Linked DNA regions of Mus musculus: all the other regions are linked to region 1. A link is a contact called in public Hi-C and HiChIP or PLAC-seq data. All regions are on one chromosome and are shown on one strand. The core of a region is the stretch at or near the end of the contact, and the rest is flanking DNA. Distances in the headings are between cores, read along the strand shown. Region 1 overlaps Dscaml1 (DS cell adhesion molecule like 1). Region 2 overlaps BC049352 (cDNA sequence BC049352). Region 3 holds the start of Scn2b (sodium channel, voltage-gated, type II, beta).

What was found. Hi-C and Micro-C count contacts between places; a contact is called where the count stands out from the background. HiChIP or PLAC-seq counts read pairs in DNA pulled down with a chosen protein or histone mark.
Region 2: a Hi-C map of cerebellum shows a contact between it and region 1, with 2.5 times the contacts expected there. The contact joins two enhancer-like sites. A contact is called at or near these places in 2 of 39 promoter capture datasets (embryonic stem cells and hippocampal neurons), 2 of 15 datasets of contacts at CTCF or cohesin (embryonic stem cells and large pre-B cells), 12 of 484 Hi-C or Micro-C datasets (the AML12 cell line, the HL-1 cell line, cerebellar granule neurons and 7 more) and 2 of 9 other capture datasets (macrophages and pancreatic islet).
Region 3: an H3K4me3 HiChIP or PLAC-seq map of forebrain shows a contact between it and region 1, with 3 times the contacts expected there. The contact joins the promoter of Scn2b here to the enhancer-like site in region 1. A contact is called at or near these places in 5 of 39 promoter capture datasets (the 3T3-L1 cell line, the C10 cell line, the HPC-7 cell line and 2 more), 2 of 115 datasets of contacts at active chromatin or transcription factors (astrocytes and forebrain) and 1 of 9 other capture datasets (embryonic stem cells).

The regions. Positions count from the first base shown.
Region 1 is chr9:45,739,075-45,741,774 of GRCm38.p6, forward strand. Dscaml1 (DS cell adhesion molecule like 1) reads left to right here. Exons shown (of 33, transcript NM_001081270.2): 21 at 1,406-1,559. Among named protein-coding and RNA genes, the nearest start is that of Cep164, 88 kb to the right of the region's middle. Within about 2 kb of position 1,312, at least 49 of the 459 cell types and tissues checked have an H3K27ac peak or open chromatin away from gene starts, as enhancers often do. A contact at or near this core is called in cerebellum and forebrain, where this site is marked.
Region 2 is chr9:45,214,259-45,216,958 of GRCm38.p6, forward strand. The region is part of intron 1 of BC049352 (cDNA sequence BC049352); the gene reads left to right. Among named protein-coding and RNA genes, the nearest start is that of Tmprss4, 12 kb to the left of the region's middle. Within about 2 kb of position 1,328, at least 8 of the 459 cell types and tissues checked have an H3K27ac peak or open chromatin away from gene starts, as enhancers often do. A contact at or near this core is called in cerebellum, where this site is marked.
Region 3 is chr9:45,116,495-45,119,194 of GRCm38.p6, forward strand. Scn2b (sodium channel, voltage-gated, type II, beta) reads left to right here and starts at 1,382. Exons shown (of 4, transcript NM_001014761.2): 1 at 1,382-1,599. The coding sequence starts at 1,530. The region is part of intron 1 of Gm10684 (predicted gene 10684); the gene reads right to left.

The sequences.
Region 1 (2,700 bases), core at 62-2,561:
TGTTGGGAGGAAGAGCTCAGGCCACACGGGTTCCCTGCCTGGTAAGGACAGCAAGCACCCTGGGCATGGCACCGCCCTCCAGTCTTGCACTGTCGTGAACTCACCAGTCCCCAGATGCCCTAGCCCAAAAGGGCTCAGAGTGGCTCTGCACCTGTCCCCAACAGGAACTGTGCACAAGGTTAGTCACAGCATCACTCGCCCACCCCTCCTGGGGAAGGCAGGAAGGACGGTGATGAGATACCTGCTCACATTATAAGGATATATGTACCTTCTCCCATCATTTCCCTGCAGACAGCCTGAGGCCAAGAAAAGGACGTTCCTTTTGTCCTGTTACAAGTCCTTGGGTCCTTCAGCTCTCCCATTGGCCATGGAGAATGTCCCTCGGTGACATCTATCTCTCAGCACATGTGTGCATCCGCACAGCCATGTGCAGGAGAGCCTGTGTTGCAAGATCTCACGACTGCAGAGATAACTAATTACCAGCTCCCTCTGGCCTCAGGGCCCCCATCTGTTCCAGGAACTGTTCCCCCTCCTTGGACTTGCGCCCTGATCTCAGAGGGGCCCTAGTGCTCTCCTCTCCCCCATTCCCTGCGGCTGGCCAAAAAAATAAAATAAAATAAAATGAAAGTCAGCCCCATCCGGCCGATGCCAAGGAAGAGGCTGACAGGAGGGCTACAAACTAGCGCTTATCAAAAGCGCCTTCTCAAATTCATTTCAATATCTGAGCCTCTGGTTTCCAAGGCAACATAATCTTTTCATCAAAGCAACTGGTGAAACCACTGGGATCTGATATTGTTTTGTTGGCAACTTGTCAAAACTGTCATTTGGTTAAAAAAATGTTATAGATTTATGTAACCTACAAATATATATAGCGATCCATACTACTAATAATCACTAATAAAGTACTGCCCAGTACAACTCTCCCCACTGCCTCTCTACCCCATCCTGAGAAGGAAAGAGTGTAATTAGGTGGCAGGGCGGGGAGGTGACTAGGCAGGGGACAGGCTGGAGGGCTGGCTACAGCCCTAACAAGGCAAAGGCAGTCATTTGGCTTCTCCACAGAACCTTTCTCTTTGCATGTGGTCTTCCTGGGACCCCAAGTCCCTCATTCTCCTTTCTCTGACTGCCTCTCATCATTTACTCAAAATACCCATATGTGTTGGCCTGTAGCCACAGCTACTAAAGCCTATATAACCGAGAGGGGTACCAAGGTTGGCCTACAAATACTGCAGGACTAGCTCCATCAGCTCCCGGGGTTGAGCCCAGCACAGTACTGTCCACTGCCTTTCTCAGGCTGGGAAAGAGCGTGCTGGACAGATCCTGTCCAAGGACACCAAGGACAATGGCAGGCAAGGGGCCAAGGCACGGTTTCTGTTTCATAGTGTGACTTTGTCTCCGCCCACAGGCTCCCAGCGAGTACGAGACCAGTCCTGAACAGCTCTTCTACCGGATCGCCCACCTGAACCGGGGACAGCAGTACTTGCTATGGGTGGCTGCGGTCACCTCTGCAGGCAGGGGGAACAGCAGCGAGAAGGTCACCATTGAACCTGCTGGCAAGGGTGAGAAGCCTGTGCCTAGGGTCTGATAGAAGCTTCCAGAAGCTCATTTGCAGAATTCTGGCTCCTCCCAAATAGGTGCTGCGTCCCTTCCCCAGTACTTTGGCTGTGGGGAGATGGCCAGTAGTCTCCCTTCTGCATCCACCAAAGAATAACCCTCTGCTGCCCCCTGACTCTGGAAAAGTCACACAACAAGCTACAATCAGGCCCTTGCTTGAGGGCTATACTGTTAACTCTCCTCTGACTTGAGATTCCCCCTCCAGCCCCCATCCACAGCAGAGCCTTGGTCTTAGCACTCAGCTCCTGAATGAGGAGCATCTCAGGATATGGGATACATGGATGCTTCCATGGGGCCTTTGGGACTCCAGAGAAAGCCTCATGCTGCAACCAGAAAGTGCAGGCTCAGTGCTCCTTTACCCGCCAGCAGGCTGGGGAACAAGACCTTCTCAGGGCAGGCCTCACTGATCCCTGATCTGGGCATGAGGGACTGCCCATAGGTATTCCCAATCTTTGAAGAGAATGATAGCTCTGAGGTCCTACCCAAAACTCAGTATCACTCACACAATGGAACAATGGCCTCTTGTCTGTCTTGGCCAAGGGGCAGAAGAACTGGCAACAGTAAGCTTCAAGTCTTCCAGTATCTCCAGCCTCTAGGCACCTTCCTCTTGCCCTGCCCCTTCCCTTCCCCAATCAATCCCAAGCTCACCTGACTCTCCCAGGCCTGGCTTGCCTTGGAAGGAGAGAAGCCTCCCTGTTGTCCACAGAGACAGAGCCAGCAAGCCTCCACCTGAGGGTCCATGGTAAGCCATGGGCTCACCCTTGCAGCCTTCCATCCAGCTGCACGGCCTGGCCATCCCAGACAGCTGAGATGTGCCGTGTTGAGCCTTGCAGCTCTGAGTCAGAGCTCCTTGCATATCACTGTCTCCACATCCTCACCTCCTTACCTCCTTCTCGGGGTACCACCTATCCTTTCTCCAGATCTCACCTCCTTCAGAAGCAAAGGAGCCTAGAGTCTTCCCCCTTCCCAGGACAAGGCCCTAGGTCCTGAGCTCTTGGCAGAAGTCTGTCCCCTGCCCCTGTGAGCATCAAATACAACCCATTCCTACACAAACACAGCTATCCCGTAAGGTTGAGCACCTCTGCC
Region 2 (2,700 bases), core at 78-2,577, 520 kb before region 1:
AGAAACTTTTGTATGGGAAGAGTCTTGTTTAAGGAACCCACTCCCTCTTCAACAAATCACTCTATTATCATGGCACTAATCCTTTTTCTCTGCCGCCACAGGCTAGTCACTTCTCATTAGGTTTCGTCGCTTAGTGCTGATTAAGGATTATATTCTCAGCACATACTGAGAACCATAGCAATATATGGCTAAAACTGTCAAGTATTTCCAGGGGACCATCTACTGGTCTTCCCAGGAGAAACCAGTACCTGGCCCCTAAATGGTGCCTTGGTAGTGACTATTATGAATTTAATGTCAAGTGCAGCCCCCTCCATAGAGAACCACAATTTAGTAAGAGGAGAGAGATGATGAGACCAGGTACGAGGCAGTTACAACAGTCCAGGTGAAAGATGGAAAAGAGATGAAGATGAAGACAGAGCTGTACCTCTCACCTCACTGTGCAGCCTGGTCCTGATTTACATGCTTAGTTAGGGATTTACTGCTGTGAACAGACACCATGACCAAGGCAAGTCTAATAAAGGACAACATTTAATTGGGGCTGGCTTACAGGTTCAGAGGTTCAATCCATTATCATCAAGGCAGGAACATGACAGCATCCAGGCAGGCATGGTACAGGAGGAGCTGAGAGTTCTACATCTTCATCTGAAGGCTGCTAGCAAAATACTGACTTCCAGGCAGCTAGGATGAGGGTCTTAAAGCCCACACCCACAGTGACACACCTACTCCAACAAGGTCACACCTACTCTAATAAGGCCACACCTCCTAATAGTGCCACTCCCTGGGCCAAGCATATACAAACCATCACACATGCTCTTTCTAATGTTGTCTTAATGACCTTGCACATGAAGTCTGTATGTTCCCATTTTATAGATGTGGAGACTGAGGGATCTGTCCCAACAGCACCAGCCTGTGCTTGGCAGGATAACTTGAATTGGCATGGGGAAATATGCTGGACTGCCGGCTGTCGAGATTCTGCTGATATAGGATGAGCAGACTTGGCTGAGGTAGCCACGGGATGACTCAGGCTTCCATCTGGGCGATGGAGGTCTGAGGTGGACCATTAAGAGATGAGTTCAGTGGTTGACCCCATTGGAGAGGAGAAGCTTTTTAGATCGTCTGCATCCAGGCCTTGGCACGCCCTGCAAATGATCATTTATTGATAATGCTGGTGCCTCTGGCTTGACTGAGTGCTTTTGGCCACATAGTGATGCTTCGGGTGGGAGGGTGACGGCTGCTGGCTTCTGGATACCCCTTGGCCTCCATAGGGCTTCCAGAAACACAGACATAGCGGTGCCAGGCAAAAGGGGACTCATTGCTCTCCCCTAAGCTCTCTGAGTAGACTTCATCCCCAGCCCAAAAGGCCATCAGTGAACACTACTCTGTGAGGTCGATAGGCAGGGCCATCCTGGATGCTCCTTACGTAATAGCCCCTCCTCTCCCCACCTTTCTTTCTATCTTGCCCGGTCATGTAGCCATGTGCAGAACAGTAGGCATAGGGCCAGAATGAAAGACCTTGAGCCTGACATCTTCAGGCCCAGCTGTCTCTGGCTCTTCTCCCTGGCTCTGGGAGAGATGTTCATTGAGCAAAAGTGTGCTGAGTACCCAGAATGTGCTGGCTACTAAGACTCAACGCTGAGGTGAGGAAGGCAAACTTCCCCTACCTCTGAAGCTCCTCACGAGCGAGGAGGGAGACTTAACACAGACATCACAGGGTGATCCGCTGGCAAACACTAGTGTGAGAACAGCCGGGGGCACAGGCAGCTACCGCTGCAGACAGAACATTTGAACTGAGCTTAGCGGGATAAATTGGATTTTGTCAGGGGGGAGACTGAATACAGTGGAGAGAGACACCCTCAGCCCAGACAGGAGGCTGTGTGTGTTTAGAGAATTTGTGATTAATTCCAAAAGAACCAATTGAGAAACGTCTCTGGGGGCAGCCTGTACGAAGATGATATAAATAAGCCTGGTAGACAGCTCTGTAGTGAAAAGTATTGGCTGCTCTTTCCAAGGTCCTAGGTTCAAATTCCAGCACCCACAGGGTAGCTCACAACCATCTGTAACTCTCGCTCCAGGGGAATCTGACACCCTCTTTTGGCCTCTAAGGGCACTGGGCATACAAGCCAAGTGGTGCACAGACACACACACACACACACACACACACACACGACTCAATGAATAATGAATGCATAGCCCTGTGATGAGAAACTCACAAAAGGCAGCTTTGTTTGACGGCTCGTACACAGCTATAGAACATGAATATAGACTTTTTATGAGAAGTCTCCAAATTAGGATTTTTGAACCTTGAGATTGTGCAAAATGATGTCTTGGAACAGATGAAAAATACTGAAATGTTTATGTATATCTCTTTTCTTTAAAAAATAAAACACTCATGTGGAGATTTATTGCTCTTGGAGCACTCATATAGAGACTTATCATCCTTGGGTGTGGGCTAATGATGATGGTGGGTATATCCAAACCTGGACATAAATAAGCACACATATACTCATGATGTAGTCTACACTGTGTGGGTGTGTGCAAGTGAGGTTGTACATGCATGCATTAGTATCTTTGTGTGTGTGTGTGTGTGTGTGTGGTTGCAGAGATCAAAGAAATTTGGAGACCACAACTGTAGGTGAGGAGCAGCTGGCAGGAATTGTGTAAGCACAAGGCTGACTTGGTTGTTTTTGTTTTGTTTGGAAA
Region 3 (2,700 bases), core at 132-2,631, 620 kb before region 1:
AAATAAATGATTGCTGTTTAAGGACCTGTGATACGCTTGGCTCTGTTCTCCTCTTTGCTTAGGGCCACTTCTCTCCTAACTTCTACTTGTGACAACCTGTATTCTCCCCTCCTTCGAAATAACAAGTTTCAAACATACACCAAAGCCAAGGGAAGTGTGCCCCAGGCACCACCAATCATCTGGGACCATCAGCTACATTACCCACGGGTGTTAAAAACACAGACACTATCTTTATGATACCCGGCAGCATTAGACGTTATTTGTTGACATAATCAACGTCCAGTTTACATTCGCTCCCTGCTCCCCTTGTCTCAAAACCTGTTCCTTTCCTTGTTGATTTGTTTGAATCCGGGTCCCTCAGAGGTCCATGCTCTATTCTCTTGTAAAAGTCTCTTAGGCATTTGTGCATCAGCCTTCTCTGACAAGTTCTGTATTCTGCGGAAATGCTAGAGCAATGAGGAAGTCATTACTTTCCAAGAGCCTCCTGCCCACTTCGCTGAACCCAAACAACAAAAGGCAACTCTTTCCTGGGTGTTTACATCTATGTACGTACGTATGTACGTACGTACGTATGTATGATCTATCTATTCTCTTGCCCCTCCCCGTGTGTGTGTGTGTGTGTGTGTGTGTGTGTGTTGGGGAGAGACAGAGAGAGACAGACAGACAAACAGAGAGACAGAGAGAGAGCATGTAGCATGAGTATACAGGTGCCACTAATGTGTTGAGGTTAGACCATAACTTGCAGGGATCAGTTCTCTCCTTCTGCTGGGTGACCAGGTGTGTTCCCGGGGATCAAACTCAGGTCATCATGCTTGGCAGTGGCCACAAGCACTTTCCCCAGGGAATCAACTCACAGGCCTTTGGGGCGTATTCATATGATAAAAAGGACTTCCTTACAGCCCTTTGATAAAAACAGATGGCTCTAACAGTCTTTCTCTTTTTCCTTTTTTCTTTCTCTCCCTCCTTCCCTCCCTCTCTCCTTCTCTCCCCTCCTTCCTCCCCTCTCTTGCAAGGGTCTTGCTTTGGAGCCTAGGCTAGCTTTGGACTGCTATGAGTTCAAGGCAGTCCTGTCTCTGTTTCCCTAGTGCTAGGATTGCAGGCACGTGCCACCTCACCTAGAATTCTCTAACAATTTTCAAAGTCTAAAAATCATTTCAAATGCAGTAGGAAGGCAAAATTTGATTGAGCTCTGAGTTTAGAGGCTAAATTTTCTGGCAACTTAATTTCTTCCAGGAATATCTTTTTTATGCCCTCCCACCTGCTTTCTGAAATCCACCAACCACAATATTTACTCCATCCCCTTTTTTTTCTTCCTTTCCCTTATACACCACCCCCCTCTCTTTTTAGCAGCCACATACAAGTCGGCCATATTAGAGAGATGGAAATAAAGCTTCCTCAATGTTGCATATGTCTTTGAAGTACATCCGTGCATTTTCTTTTTTAGCATTTAACCATTCCTACCTTGTGGTCCTTGGTCCCTCAATCACCCTTTCCCACAGCCCACCCGCCTAACGTCACAGTCTCTGAAAATGCACAGGGATGCCTGGCTACCTCGCCCTGCCTTCAGTCTCACGGGGCTCAGTCTGTTTTTCTCTTTGGGTAAGTTAGAACCACATCTGCATGCTCCTAAGGGTCAGAAGTGCAGCTGCAGCGGAAAGAGGAGGGGGCGGGGGAGGGGGCAAGAGGGAAGGAGTGTGAGCCGCTTCCCTCTGTGTCCTTGGGAAGGGGCGTGCTGGGGATCTGGGACAGCTGGGACTGCCGGATGCTGGGCTTCTCCTTCCCAGAAATGTTGACTAGAGGGTGAGTGTTGCTCGGGGATGAAAATGGTCAAATTTATCAAGAGGTGGTTCATCCTGTAGATTTCCCTGAAGTGGACCCATGTGGGGGTGGGGCAGAGCTAGGCTGCTCTGCGGTCTCTTCAGGGATTTTTCTCTTCACCACCACCACCACCACCACCACCACCACCACCACCACCACCACCACCATCATCATCATGTTTTCATTTTCAGTTACTTCCCAAGAGATCTCATAGGAGTTGCTGGCTTCTTTAAAAGTCTCATTTGTGAGCCCGTTCCCTGGGATCTGGTGGATTTAAAGGAGATCGCGTTCTCGAGAGTTGGGGGCAGAGAGTTGAGCCTATCCCACCAATTTGTTGGGATGCGTGTGGGAGGAGGTGGGTATCAGGCTTAAGGACCAGCTCCGGGTTGGCAGGAGAGGCACCAGAGTAGCTGCTACCGAGGCAGGCACCCCTGGTGTGAACCAGATGGAATGGATGAGGTCAGGTGCCCAGGATCCTGGGAAAAGGAGCAAACTGTAAGTGGAACCTAGGGAGAGTTCCTTTAAAACCAGTCTCCGTGGTCCAGCCCAACCTTGCAGACCACCCTGTCGTAAGGTCCCAAAGCCAATTTCATAGCTGAACACCTAGAGACCTCGTACTAGGCAGGTATGTTAGGAGGCTATTTGTAGGCCTGCTTCCCGACTCTACCCCACCCCACAACCCATAAGGTCTCACTTTGTAGTCTTGGCTGATCTCGAACTTTCAGTGATTCTCCTGTCTCTTTCTCTTCCTGGGTGATGGGATTACAGACAAGTGCCACCATGCTGGGCTCTAAACCTGCCTTGTGGACAGTTTTACTCTCACTCTTAAAATTCTCTCTGTAGTGCCTGAGGGTCAAGTTTAAGGATCTTAGGTGAGATTAG